Regions from separate parts of the Zea mays genome. Here all the other regions are linked to region 3. The links are chromatin contacts, called in public Hi-C maps. All regions are on one chromosome and are shown on one strand. The core of a region is the stretch at or near the end of the contact, and the rest is flanking DNA. Distances in the headings are between cores, read along the strand shown.

Region 1 (4,451 bases), core at 325-2,824, 460 kb after region 3:
TAGAGGTTGTTGCCTATTAATATACCCGTGTATAGAAATCGTCACATACCTGCCTACATATCAGATAAAACCCGTCGGCTATTCGGGTACCCATTGCTATCTCTAGTTGTAGAGGTTAAAGAAGATTGGATGGGATAAACTTAAATAGAGAGGGATTTAATCCCTTCAATCTATCACTAACCGAAAGTTGTGATGAAGGCCTTGGTTTGGATTCCGGGCCATTTAGAGGAATACCGTTGTTGGCCCACAACGTGCGTCGACCTGTAGCCCGCGTCATAAACTCAGAATGGCCACCTCAGTTAGGTTGTTGAGTTAGGCCCATCTAAACTTCGTCACAACATCGACCCTTGAGCCATATGTGGTATGCCCGTGTCAAGCCAAATATCAGAGTTTTAACAGTTTCTATAAAAACGGCCCTAGGAACTATTTGAGAACTCTGTTTTTAAAACCACAATTTATTGTATATTATAATATAATTATAGTATTTTTAATATTAGTACAATCCAACACCTATTTGGAGACAAATATTTCAGTAGTAGTGTAAGTAGGGGTGGATATCGAGCTGGCTCGGCTCGACTCGTTATGTTAACGAGCTAAAGATCCAACTCGGCTCGACTCGTTTGCCGACTCGAGCTGGCTCTTTTAGCTCGCGAGCCAGCTCGATAATACCATGTCTGGTGTCTACGAACGGATATAAAAACATGTAGCAAAAGAAAAGAAGGAGGTCTATTTAGAAAAAAGAATAGAGTTTGCAACTTAAGGTTCCACACTCAACAAAGAACAAGATTAACTATAGTAGAGTAGAAGATTTAACTATTTTGATCGGAGATTGTTGTGATTTGACTAATTACTCCAACTCATTTGGCTCGTGAGTCAGCTCGCAAGCCAGCTCGAGTTGGCTCGTTATCATAGCGAGTTGAAACACAAGCTCAACTCGTTACAAATAATAAACGAGTCGAGTCGAGCCACTATCGAGTCGAGTCGAGCGAGTTAACGAGCTACGAGTTTTTCGTCCAGCCCTAAGTGCAAGAGAATAGAAGACTATAGCTAGGCGCAAGCTAAAAACTTGGCCTGAAACAAAAAAAACCCCAAAAAATTATGGTATTAATAAAATCATGGTTTAAAATACAAAGTTTTTAGATATACTCACAAACGTCTTTTAAGCCCCGTTTATTTTATTGGAATTGAATTCCATTCTAATCATTATAATTTAGAAAAAATTAATTAAGTTAATATATTTGTCTATTTAATATATTTGCATATTATAATCATATGAGAGAGTTATATACTATAGAGAAACAAGTAGAAGAGTATGCTATAAATTATAAATTAGAAAAGTAGCATGTAAATCTATAGAATTGATTTTCATCTTTTACCTCATAAATTTGTGAGGCTTATATATACAATTTGGAAAGTTTTGGAATATTATATTCTAAAAAATAGCTTACTATATTAGTTAGATTCTAATTTCTCAAAATAAAGGGAAACAAACGTGCTCTTAATCTAAAATATCATAATATGATAAGATATCATTGTATTGTCTTGGGATTAAAAAGAAATATTGTGTTGCCTAAGAAAGCCTTAACCGACAGGCGATACCCACGGCACGGGCCCACTTGGCTGCTTTTTCAAGCTACACGCCAATCCAACGCTATTACGCAACGATTAGCCAAACAGATCAATCATCTTCTACTTCTTCGTATAGGCCGCGGGATCCCGAATCCCAATCCATAGTCGCCACCGTCGCCGGCTACAGGGTTCGGTCCCCGTGATGGAGCCCTCGTCAACCTCCTCCTCGCCGGCTGTGGAGCGCCGGTTGTCGCCGGAGGTAAGGAGGGTGCGGAAGCGGGAGCTGAAGGAGGCACTGGAGCAGGTCCAGCGGGCGGTTGAGATGCTGCGCGATGCCGACGCCGATCTCGGCGTCTCTCTCTCGGAGGAGACCACAGCAGCTCCGCCGGAGGGCGAGGACCGCGAGGCCGATGTCGGTGCCAATGGATATGGGGCGGAGACGTCGTCGGTTGCGAGTGACTCCGATTACGAGACGGCCCAGGTGAGCAGGAGGCGTCCTGATCCCTCACGAGTTCTTCTGGGCACGTTGAGGGTTCCGGGAACTAGGATTTGGATTTCCGAAGTATAAGTCGTTGCAACAGGCGTAACTGAATCGGTAAATTGCGTATAAGTCGTTGCAATAGGCGTAACTGAATTAGTAAATTGCGTAATTGAATTGATATCAGCTACAATTTATTTTTGGCCACTACAAATTGAAACTAAGTGCTTGATAAATACGTGAGGACCTAAGAGCCTGTTTGTTCAGACTAACTTATTTTAAACTAAATGAAATAAGTTAGATTATATAATCTCAAACAAACAACACCTAAGTTGGATTGGTAGTTTGAAATTACTTCAGTACTGTAATCACTGTTTCTGTGCTGTGGTGAGACTAAAAAGGTATCTGTCATTAGTAGCTTTCTGTGTAGAAAGTATTATGTGTATACTTCCATTACTGCCAGTATGATGCTGATTTATCATTTAGTTGACTTTGGTGACTACATTTGTTATCTGCTATGCCAGTGATGTCTTGCTTCGGATTAAAGCCGACTGTTTGGACTGCTGCAGCTGCAATCTATAGAGACAAAAACATTGTAGAAGTAGTAGAAACCGATACGGATTAAAGTCAAGCGGACAGTGCTGGGTGCCAAAATAGTGGTATAAAATCAGATATTCGAACGACTCCTGATTGTTGTAAATAGATCTTTCCAAGATGTTGTGAGAACAGTTTGTTGTTAGTTTAGGCCAAGTCATGTCTGCAGTATGCCAGTATCCCTAATATGTATTTCCAGCTTCCTATCTGGAATGTGGGCTGAGCAGTCTCATTGCCATGGTCCTTATGGAAATCTCTTTGGAGTGGCGAAGTAGATTACCGAATTTTCGCTGCCCTACAACTAAAACAACCTGCTTTTACCTAGCAGATGTGTGATCTTCTTAAATCTAAGGTTGGATCGCTCGAGTTCCTTCAAAAGCTCAATGGTATTCAGAAGTCAGTAGGTCAGAATGGTGCAGGTAAGCTGCCACTGGATTGAATACATTACTACTATAAAAAGTACACAGCAGATGGTAAAAATGACCCGATATGAACTCAGATATGTTCCTTTCGCTCTATTTTTTCTTGAAAATACTAACCACTGTACTTCGAAAACTTCTCTGTTCTTTGGCACAGTTGAACCTGATACATCATGGGATATAATAACGTCAGTGGATTTATGGGAAGATGGTGGCTCAGATGATGGATATGTACTGGTTAAGCAGGAGGATGTGGTTGATGGGATGACTTCCTTTATGGCTGCATGCTTGGTGTCAATTAAAAAGACCAAGGTAGCTGTTTTCTTCACTTGATGAGATCATCATGCTGAGCGAGGCGTTTCATGTCTCTGCATCTTGTATGAGAGGTGCTTTACATATTTAATGTGTGAATTTCATGTCTATGCAGGACCTGCCCCCTGATCAACTTCAAAAAGGTTTCTTTTTCTTCCCTCAATTAAGAGGAACGGTGAAATGAATTTTTTTATTGGATATTCTGATGTTAAACTTTTTGACTGTTCATATTCCAGTGCTTAGGAAGACGTTTTCAGCTGAAAAGAAGAAAAGTAAAATCCGGAAGGCATGGGATGGAACTAAAGTTGTTTATAATGTTGCTTCATGGGGCGCCACTGCTGTTGGGTAAGTTTTATAATCGCACTATCCTTGGACAGTAATATTTTTTGAAAGAATTATCTTCCCACAAAATAATCATCAAGTTGAATAGGGGTCTGCTAGCTTGGCTCCCTAATTTCTATATAACGCTAACTATTTGAGTAATCCATCATGCAGGGTCTACAATAATCGAGCACTACTTACGGTCGCAACTACAGTGTTTCAGACTTCCTGCCGTGTGATATCCAAGTTCCTTTAAATATTGTGGCAACTACTAGAGTATGTTAGAATTGTTTGCGTGTGTGCTTTTCCATTGTTTAGGCAGCATAAAGCTTGAGATCATTTGTTTAGTCTATGCTAATGAGTTCGACTGCTAATTAGCAGCGCCTCCCAGTCCAAAACAGCATGTGTAATGTATAACTGTAAATATTGCCTTAATTTGAACAAACTTGTTCTTTTTGCCAGAACTTTATTTTGGTAATCCGAAATGATTAGTTTGTACTATTTTCCGTATCAAACAAAACGAAAACTCTTGATATTCACCTGCTCGAGGTCCGTATCAGCTGCTGGCAGTTGAAGCGTGTGTTGGGGTGGAGTTGCAGATCTTTAGATTGACGACAAGGATATTCATACGGAAGATGCCTGATGCGTTGGAGGCTTAAGAGAACGCAAAGGTACATGAGGCTTAAGAGAACGCAAAGGTACATGAGGAGATGCGGACACCACCTTCTATCTTTGTATTTTATATTTAAGGGGCCAAA
Region 2 (4,587 bases), core at 72-2,571, 480 kb after region 3:
CTATAGGGGCAGCTGTCGGCTGGGTGGGAGAGAGAGAAGTGGGGGAAAAAGAATTAACCTAGCTCTATACCATGTGGGAAACTCTAACCCTACTGAGTTGGGAGTGCGCACACACACACACACACACATATATATAAGTTGGATAAGTGGGCCAAGCCCATTACACTGAGGGTATGCAAGTAATTACACAGGGACTAGTCTAGCCACGAAACCCTAACAGTACTCTAGCATTAAACAGTAAGGGAACAGTCCACCATGCCACTCATTAAACATCCAGGCTAGCTCCTGACTAGCTTAATTTTTGGCTGCGCCAGCTGCTGATTGGTCTTGTGGGGTTGAGCTTGTTGGATTTTCCAAAGTCATTATATTTTGGGACAAAATTTGAACACTATAAATTCTAATGTTTTCGACAATGGGAGTAATATTTATAGAGCAAAACAGAACAAAAAATAGCTTTATCAAGAAAACATCGTCCATTCTATAAAAACATCGTCATTAATAAAAAAAAAACTCCTATATGGCTACATCTTAGTGCCAACCTTCTTTGGTCTTTGCCAAAATAAACACACCCAATAAATTTATCCGCCTGATGTAATAAATGGTCAAAGTGATAGGTGGCTTGTGTGCTCTCTTGTTTGCAGAACAAATCAGCTGTAGGTTTGCAATCATTTGAATACTGACGCGATATCTACAAACCTTGTTCTCTGAACCAAGGTACTGAATGAAGAGAGCAGGTTTCCTCTTGTTTCAGTAACAAAATGTCGAGCACACAAAAGTACAAAACATTTTCACCTCAATCCAGCACACACATTTTGAAACGGCAACACGACAAGTTTAAAAGCAATCGGATGCGCGCGCTCACCTCGACGCCGATCTGGTTGAGCACACCCCACGAAGCCGGCTCGCCCTGCACCTCCTTCTCCTCCTCCACGCTACTCGCCTCCCTCCCAAAACCATCCCGCCCATCCCGCTTCTCAGGCGCCTGCGCATCGAGCTTCTCCGACAGAAGGGCCCCGAAGTCATCGGAGTCCTTCGCCCGAACGGCGAGCGAGGACCCGCCGCGGCCGCCTAGACCTTGGGGTGCAAAACCGAAACTAGGGTTTTAGCTCTGTGTCGCGGCATTTCGAGCGGGACCCGAACAGTGGGAGCGGGGCGGCGAAACGTACCTTGCTTGAGCTGCTTCGGTTGGGAGGTCGGCGATGGTCGCGGAGGGAGGACGCGCACGAGCGCGGCGCGGGCGGCAAAGGCCATCGCTGCAAGCGTATGTCAACTTTTTCCCCCCTTGTTCTGCTTTGCTCGGGGGACGCAGGGAGGCAGAGGAGGTGGCAGCTGGGGAGGTTTTGGGGAGCTGGCGGCGCCGCTTCGTCGCGCTGCCTTGCTTTTCCACACTCGCTTCGTTGTATACTGCAGCGCCGCGTGTGCCTGAACGTTTCGACCATCGACCGTGGAGAGGCGACTGTTTTGTCTGTGCGTCCGCGTGGCGTGCGGTGTGGTATGCAGTATGCTTTACTCTTGGGCCGTCCGAGTCTAGACTCAAGAGTCTCCAGTCTGCTAACGACGAGTTTGGGCCTCCAACAGGCGCCCCTCTCTACCTGACACCAAAGATGTTGGTGGAGAATGCACTTGCAGGCCCACATAAACAGAAGAAAAAAGTTACCAAGAAATTAATTTGCGAATTTTAATCTTTGTTTATGGGACTTCATATGGTGGATGTCAGAGGTTGTAAAGCAGTGAGTTTGCATCCGGGATATAGAGAAAAAATTCTGCCCTTGGCCCCGGGAAGGCAGACGGTCCTTTGAGCTGGTTTTTGCCCGTTACCGATGAGAGACATTTTTAGGGTTAAACGGTTTAGTAAACCCATATCCGTCAAGAATAAGTTCTTTGCTTTGAAACAAAAAAAAAGGTGTACGATAGTTATTGAATTCATTAGCACATGACTGGTTGTTGTAATGCTTTAGTCTTGATGTGCTAATCAATTGAAAATAAAATAATAATTTAAGAAACTAAACAATTACAAAGTTAAGTTCAAAATATAAGCAATTAACTCTAAATCAAGAAGGAGAATGTTGGTTGATCCGACTCAATCAGATGACCGAGTTGAACACCGTGCTCGTGCCCTGACCGAAAACGCAACAACTTATTGGTTGCACTCCCTTTCAAATCTCTACTAATCCTTAAGGGTGGACGGAGGGCGTCCACCACCGCACCGTGCCCCCGCCTGCGATTTTTGCCCCCGCGCGCGTCTTCTCCCGTCCGCGAATCACGCACCGCGCGCATCGCCCTCGCCGCCGGAGGATCACGCCCGCGCCAGGCACCCCCGCCCCCCCTCCCCCGGCGCTCCGTGATGCCCTCACCCTGCAACGCGCGCCCTGCCCCCGCAACGCCCGTGCCCCCGCCCGCGTTCCTCACCCACGCGCGTCGCCCTCGCCGCCGATTATTCCTCGCCTCGATTGCATCCCGCGGCATCCATCTCCACCTCACCGCGACAGATCCCCATTTCTCGCGCCCCCTCCCTCGCGCCTGCGACATCCATGCCGCCCTCGCCCTCCCGCTAATCTCGCCGTGGTGAAGGTGGAATCTCCGCGGCCCTCGCCCTCCCGCGCAGATCCCTCGCCTCGATTGCATCCCAGCGACATCCATCTCCACCTCATCGCGACATCCATGGCATGCCGTGCGTGGCCCCGTCTACGTCCCGCGCATCTCGCCGTGGTGAAGATGGAATCGCCGCGGCATCCATGCCGCCCTCGCCCTCCCCCTAATCTCGCCGCGGTGGAGGTGGAATCGCCGCGGCCCTCGCCCTCCCGCGCAGATCCCATCTCCCGCACCCCTCCCTCGTGCCTCGATTGCCACGCCGCGGCTTCCATCTCCACCCCCAGATCACGCCGCTGCCGCTACCCTCGCACAGGCCGTCGGACCCGCTCGGGGCCGTCGGACCCGCTCGGGGCTGTCGGACCCGCTCGGGGCCGCCGATGGGTGGGGCGATAGGACGACGCACACGCCCAGGTGTGGTCTTTTCTCCCTCATTCTTTTTTTAAATCCCCCTTTTATTCCTTCACCCAAATTCATCTGAATTCAGCCGGTTGGATGTCTGGATGTGAAGCACGACACGATTTGATTCTCCAGCTATTTTTTTGACGGGAGGAACATATTCACGTGGGTAGGGGAAGTGTTTGTTGGGCTCATGGAGAAGAACTTCTATAGCTCGGAGAATGCAAAGATCCTAGGTTGTGAGAAAGTTCCATCAAATGTTGACTGGGAGTGCAGTTTCATGTACCGTCATCAGCCAGAATCAAACATCCATGATATCCTGAGCTGCTTCGGTGAGTCCGCGGAGTTTGAATTGAATACAAGAAAAACATTTTTAATTTACCAAGTCTAATAGTCATCTGAAGTGAACTGTAAACCAAACTAACGATATGATGCAAAATGTGCTGTGCAGTGCAATGGTATCTGAATATGCAGAAGAGGTTATCAAACTGGCTGAACAGCTCGCAGCAGCCATGAGTGAAAACCTTGGGCTGGACAAGGGCTACATCGAGAAGGCGTTTTCTAAACCTTCCGTAGGCGTCAAGGTGGCAAAGTACCCCAGGTGCAGCCATCCAGAGCTTGTAATGGGTCTCAGGGAGCACACTGACGCTGGGGGGATCATACTTCTATTTCAAGATGAACTGATCCCAGGTCTGGAGTTTCTGAAAGACGGTAGGTGGATGGCAGTACCTCCAACACAAGGCAACATGATCCTTGTAAACCTTGGAGATCAGATTGAAGCGATAACCAATGGAACCTACAGGAGCATATGCCACCGGGTCCTTCCCAACAAGAACGGGAGCCGCCTATCCATCGCAACATTCTATAACCCTGGTGCCGATGCCATAATCTGCCCAGCTTCAAAGCTCACATATCCTAGCCAATATTGTTTCCAAGACTACCTTGATTTCTATTCTACTACCAAGTTTACCGATAAGGTATTTAGGTTCCAGACTACAAAGGCAATATTGAAGTGAATAATCACAGCAGAAGCCTGGAGAAAAGAAGTGTCTGACTTGTTCTGCAATACTGCATCAGTGCATAGATGCGCTTGTATTTACTGCTAGCTCCTAAGGAACAGCAAAGTGTTAAAATATATGTTTTTTACTTTCAGTGGTTTTCTGTTTGAAGACTAAACAGCCTGCACTACTTGTACTTAATGTAATATATTACGTATGGGTTCCTTCAGACAGTGATAAAATCTACTAATGTGTCATAATATTGGATACAGATAAAACTGATGTTATAAAAGATAGGTACGCCCATAAATCTTCTTTACCAAATTTTTCAATTATACTAATCTTGATGTTTTTATTAATGTATACTGTAAGTGTCATACCAATTTTATGTCGAATGGCCATGACCAATCTTAAGTGTCATACTAATCTCCTGTCAAAGTCTCGACCGATGGGTGCATCAATGACTTTTTAATGGGTGGTCTTTCCACAAAGGACATGCCACTAATATTGATAATGTTTACCATATGGATTTTGCATATCATAATGATATTTGTCGTTCCGCTTATATATTTCATACAATTTTTTTACTTCCGTCGCAACG
Region 3 (4,461 bases), core at 967-3,466:
TTTATTTAATTTTCCACGCAAAATCTCAAAATCCCAACATAAATTGATAATAGGATTTGCATTAGATTTTGTTAGAATGTCTCCAACAACTAGTCTAAAATAGGCGATGCAGAACTATATATGACATTGTTTAACACTGTTTGCAGAGTGTAGTTTGAAATAAGGAATGAGATAGGAGATAGAATAGGGGATCTGCTGGAGATAACCTTAGTATCCATCTTCTCAAAATCTATAGGTAACTAAACATCACCTTAGACATGATTGTCCCTATTAGGCTATAGAAGTTTTTTTGTTTCTTTTTCTTAAATCATGTTCCAAACCTCTAGAGCTAATTGTTAGTCAGCTAATAAGTTATTAGCTGGGTTGGGACAGCTAACAACTAATAGCTATTTGAAAGATATAACTAACAATTAACTGATCTATTAGTTGAACTGTTTTAAACCTCTTAGCTAATTTTAGCCGCTAAATAGGAGTATTAGTTTTAGGGGTTTGGAACATGGCCTTAGTAATAAGTGCACATGAACAGAGTTTCTGCAGGCTGCCTTACCAATGGTAAGTTACCATGTGAAAATAACCTCGGATTGCGGTGAAACCGTGAAAGTGACAGCCATGAATGGAGAATGGTGCCATGCCATGGGGGACGACGATGGTGGAAACAGGGGTTGAAGGCACTTCCATTTACATTTATTTTATTTTTCTTTATTCTTTACATGCTCTACCCCTATAGCCCTTTTGTTTTGGGCGCCACACAATGGCGCAAGCAGGAACACATTATCTCCCTATAAATAAACTGTCCGATACACGACCGTCACTTGAATTAGACCCAAAGAGCTCAAGGACACATACTCACCAGCGTGCTAATATGGCCGATCTCGTCAAGCCGTCGTGGGCGTGCATTGTGGTGGTCGTCGTCTTAATCCTCACGTCGTCGAGCGGCCCGGCGTCCGGCGAGGCGAGGAGGCTGCTGACGATGGCGGAAAATCACGCGATCAAGGGAGCAAGCGCCGGTGGTTGGCATCCCCCACCCCCAGTGCAAGGACTCACGGCGACGACCACCGACGGGCGGCCCACGGCTCCCGGACACAGCCCAGGGATCGGCAACAAGATCGCTGGCAACTCCCGTTTAATAATATACATCGCAACAGGGTGGGTCATCCTCTGCGCGAGTTCCTTCGTATTACGTTACAGAGTCCAGCAGAGATCGGCAAGACGGCAACAAGCTAAGATCTCCGGCAGTACCGTCGTTGACTACACGTCAAAGAGAAGCCTTTGTTTGCTTGGTGTACATATAGGTCGTAGCAGGTCATAGAACACTTTTCAAAAATTAAAGGTTCATGTTCATCTATATATTCAAGACTATAGACCTTAATCTTTAGTCCCGGTTATGTACTTTTGATTCCTACAAAATTTCTTTTAATTCCATAATAACACATTACAAATCTCGAGGAGAAATATGTATTGGACCTCCAATTTAGCTTAGACGCTCTTAAGTACACGATGGGCTTCTCATCTGTTTTTGGTGAAATATATGGTTGGAAAGAAACAACCGAATCTTTCAGGAACATCCGAGATCTACGGTCCAAGTTGCACAACTAGTGAAAGATCAAATTGAGAGTTTTTAGTGTATCTAAGATAGATCAGTGGATGGTAGCTTTTTTATTTTGATTTTGTTTTTTTTCTCTTCCCGTGTGTGTTTCGGTCTCGTGGATTATCTTATTTTTTCTAATCTAATATAATGAAGAGGCAAGTCTTTTGTCGCTTTCTTTAAAAAAAGATGGTGTCTAAGGAGGAGGACCCAGGGCTTCTTTGGTGTGTTTTCTATCTTCTTGGCTCTGAATATCAGACCTACAATGATGATGCATCTCCCAACAAAAACAGCGATAACTTACCATAGTTATTTTGAAACCCTTTCTGATGTATAGAAATAGATTTGTTTTGTTATGGTTATCATCTCGGCCGCTCCATGCCCATCCGCAGCACCCTAATCGATAGTCAGAAACGACTCTACGTGTAGCGTAGCCCGCAGGGGCCGGTTTCTGCAGGCCGACATCGGCGTGGATCCGGTCTAAAATTTCCAAACGACGGCCTGCCTGCCGGCCGTCCACGCGCTCCATCGGACGGCTCGCCGCTCACCCATATCCTCCGCCGCCGCCTGCTTTATTTAGCCTAGCTTCTGCCCGCGAGCCTCTTCTTCCCTCCCTCCACTCGCGTCCAAATTCTCTCCTCACCACACCACCTCTCCCTCCGACGCACGGGTGCATCGCAGTGCTAGATAGAGTGACCATGCAGGCGGCGGCGGTGACGGTGAATGGCGCGGGCGACGTGCAGAAGCCCCAGCAGCAGCCGATGGTGGTGGGGGCGCCGCCGCCGGCGGCCATGGTGCCGCCCCATTGGGTTGCCATACCGATGCCGCCGCACCCGATGGCGCCGCCCCAGTTCGCGGCGGCTCAATTCGTGCCGTTCCACGCCGTCGTGCAGTCGCCGCAGCTGGCGGCACCTGTGCCAGCGGTCGTCCTGGGATCGCCGGCGCCGCATCAGGCCGGGCAGGAGGAGAACAAGACCATCTGGGTTGGTGATCTCCATTTCTGGATGGACGAGAATTATCTGCACAACTGCTTCGGCTACACCGGCGAGGTGAGCACGGATGCGCCTCAGCCCAGATCTTGGCCACGGCCGTGCTATTCTCGAGTCAGCCCCAGAAAAAAAAAATATTATAGCAAAACAAATGTCGACGTGACAAATCCGTGTTGTTTTCTCGCTGAGTTCAGCCTCCGTTTCTCGGGCTGCGCGCAGGAGAGAGAGAGAGAGTAAAGGGTTTCAGGAGTGACTGCAGTTGCTGATAGTCAGGGTCATTCCGTCACTGTGCTGAAAAGGGAAACGGATTTGGCAACCGTTAGCTAAACGGCAGGCATGGACCTGCGAGCTGAAACTGGAAGCCTGCAGTTGCCCAGATTGCCTGAGTTGATGCATGTACTGGCAACCCCATGACGTGCCATTGCTGCACCTGTTGCAGTCCTGATTGGCAGATTTTCTTTTATCATGTGTTTTGGTTCTTAACACCATGTTTCTTAGGGTACTTTGCTCTTTTCGTGATGAAAACATCCTTAAATGATATGCCTTATTTATTTGGATACCAAACAATAACAGGCTAACAGCTACAGAATGTCAGAATCAATTATTTCTTTCATGAACTCTCTTGCATTTAGTAGACTGAAGGGATAAAAAGGAAAGTAATGGCAACCTTTTGGAAGAAAATATAGACACTTGAAAGTCATGCAGAAACATTTGGTGAAGCACGGTAACTTTGGGTGTAAGCCGATGGTAATAAAGCTCAAAATAAACAATTTTTTTTTGCAAGCCCTGGATTACTCTGTCATTTCGATAGATACCTCATGTGTTTAACTGAAACCTATCTTGTGATGCAGTTCTGCATTCTTCTCTTTATTTAGATACCTAGAGTCCAAACTTGCACTAAATACGCCGTGATATGCTGTAGGTTGTGGCAATTAAAGTTATCCGGAATAAGCAGACCGGACAGTCTGAAGGATACGGATTTGTTGAGTTCTACAGCCATGCTGCAGCTGAAAGGGTTCTTGAAGGGTTTTCTGGTCATATTATGCCAAACACTGACCAGCCCTTTAGGTTAAACTGGGCATCGTTTAGCATGGGAGATAGGCGCTCGGATGTTGCTTCGGATCATTCCATATTCGTAGGCGACCTTGCTTCCGATGTCAATGACGCCACACTGCTGGAGGTTTTCTCCAGCAGGTACTCCTCTGTCAAAGGTGCCAAAGTCGTTATCGATGCTAACACTGGTAGATCCAAGGGTTATGGCTTCGTGAGATTTGGAGATGACAGTGAGAAGACGCATGCCATGACTGAGATGAATGGTGTGTATTGCTCCTCTAGGCCCATGAGGATTGGCCCGGCAACTCCAAGAAAATCATCAGGTTCAGTTCAAAGTATCCATTTATTATATCTACTAGCTTTCACAAATCCTTGTCTTTGTTCTATACAACTTTATGCTGCTAGGTTTCTTTGATTTTTATATAATCCGTTGTAAAATTAAAACTAAACAGAGCATAAGTGATTTAATTATTTATTGATTGTTTCAGTGGTCATTTGGAGAGCATTCTGATCCTCTGTCACATTTTATATGATGAAAATTGCATCTAACTGTTGAATCCAATTGAATGGGTGTTTCTTGATTTTCTCGCTTCATTTTAAATGTTGGTGTTCCATTAGGGGCTGTTCGGTTGCTCAGGAACGGTGGCCTGGAACTATTCCTGCCTGGATTGTTTACCTATTTTATATAAGATTTCATCAGCTGGAATAATTCTAGGTTCAATCCTGGACAATCGAACAGGCCCTTAGGGAGTAGGGATCATATTTATGGATGCTTATTGGTATTAGGCAATATCTGAATGTAGCTCCTGCATTATATTATCGTGCCAGATTCTA

The links. Hi-C and Micro-C count contacts between places; a contact is called where the count stands out from the background.
Region 1: a contact with region 3 is called in a Hi-C map of ear, with 2.6 times the contacts expected there. The contact joins the promoter of LOC103634599 here to the promoter of LOC100193409 in region 3. A contact is called at or near these places in 3 of 25 Hi-C or Micro-C datasets (ear, leaf mesophyll and tassel).
Region 2: a contact with region 3 is called in a Hi-C map of endosperm, with 2.0 times the contacts expected there. The contact joins the promoter of LOC100286365 here to the promoter of LOC100193409 in region 3. A contact is called at or near these places in 2 of 25 Hi-C or Micro-C datasets (ear and endosperm).

What each region holds. Positions count from the first base shown.
Region 1 is chr2:192,520,723-192,525,173 of Zm-B73-REFERENCE-NAM-5.0, forward strand. LOC103634599 reads left to right here and starts at 1,575. Exons shown (of 6, transcript XM_020548511.3): 1 at 1,575-2,050; 2 at 2,970-3,060; 3 at 3,218-3,372; 4 at 3,488-3,515; 5 at 3,609-3,717; 6 at 3,868-4,194. The coding sequence starts at 1,772. The coding sequence ends at 3,949. It overlaps LOC100382805 (Glucose-6-phosphate isomerase 1 chloroplastic), which reads right to left. Exons shown (of 14, transcript NM_001175506.1): 14 at 4,378-4,451.
Region 2 is chr2:192,540,505-192,545,091 of Zm-B73-REFERENCE-NAM-5.0, forward strand. It overlaps LOC100286365 (threonine endopeptidase), which reads right to left and starts at 1,322. Exons shown (of 5, transcript NM_001159252.2): 1 at 1,167-1,322; 2 at 863-1,074. The coding sequence starts at 1,251. It also overlaps the pseudogene LOC103649170.
Region 3 is chr2:192,062,639-192,067,099 of Zm-B73-REFERENCE-NAM-5.0, forward strand. It overlaps LOC100193409, which reads left to right and starts at 2,217. Exons shown (of 6, transcript NM_001399092.1): 1 at 2,217-2,634; 2 at 3,497-3,950. The coding sequence starts at 2,284.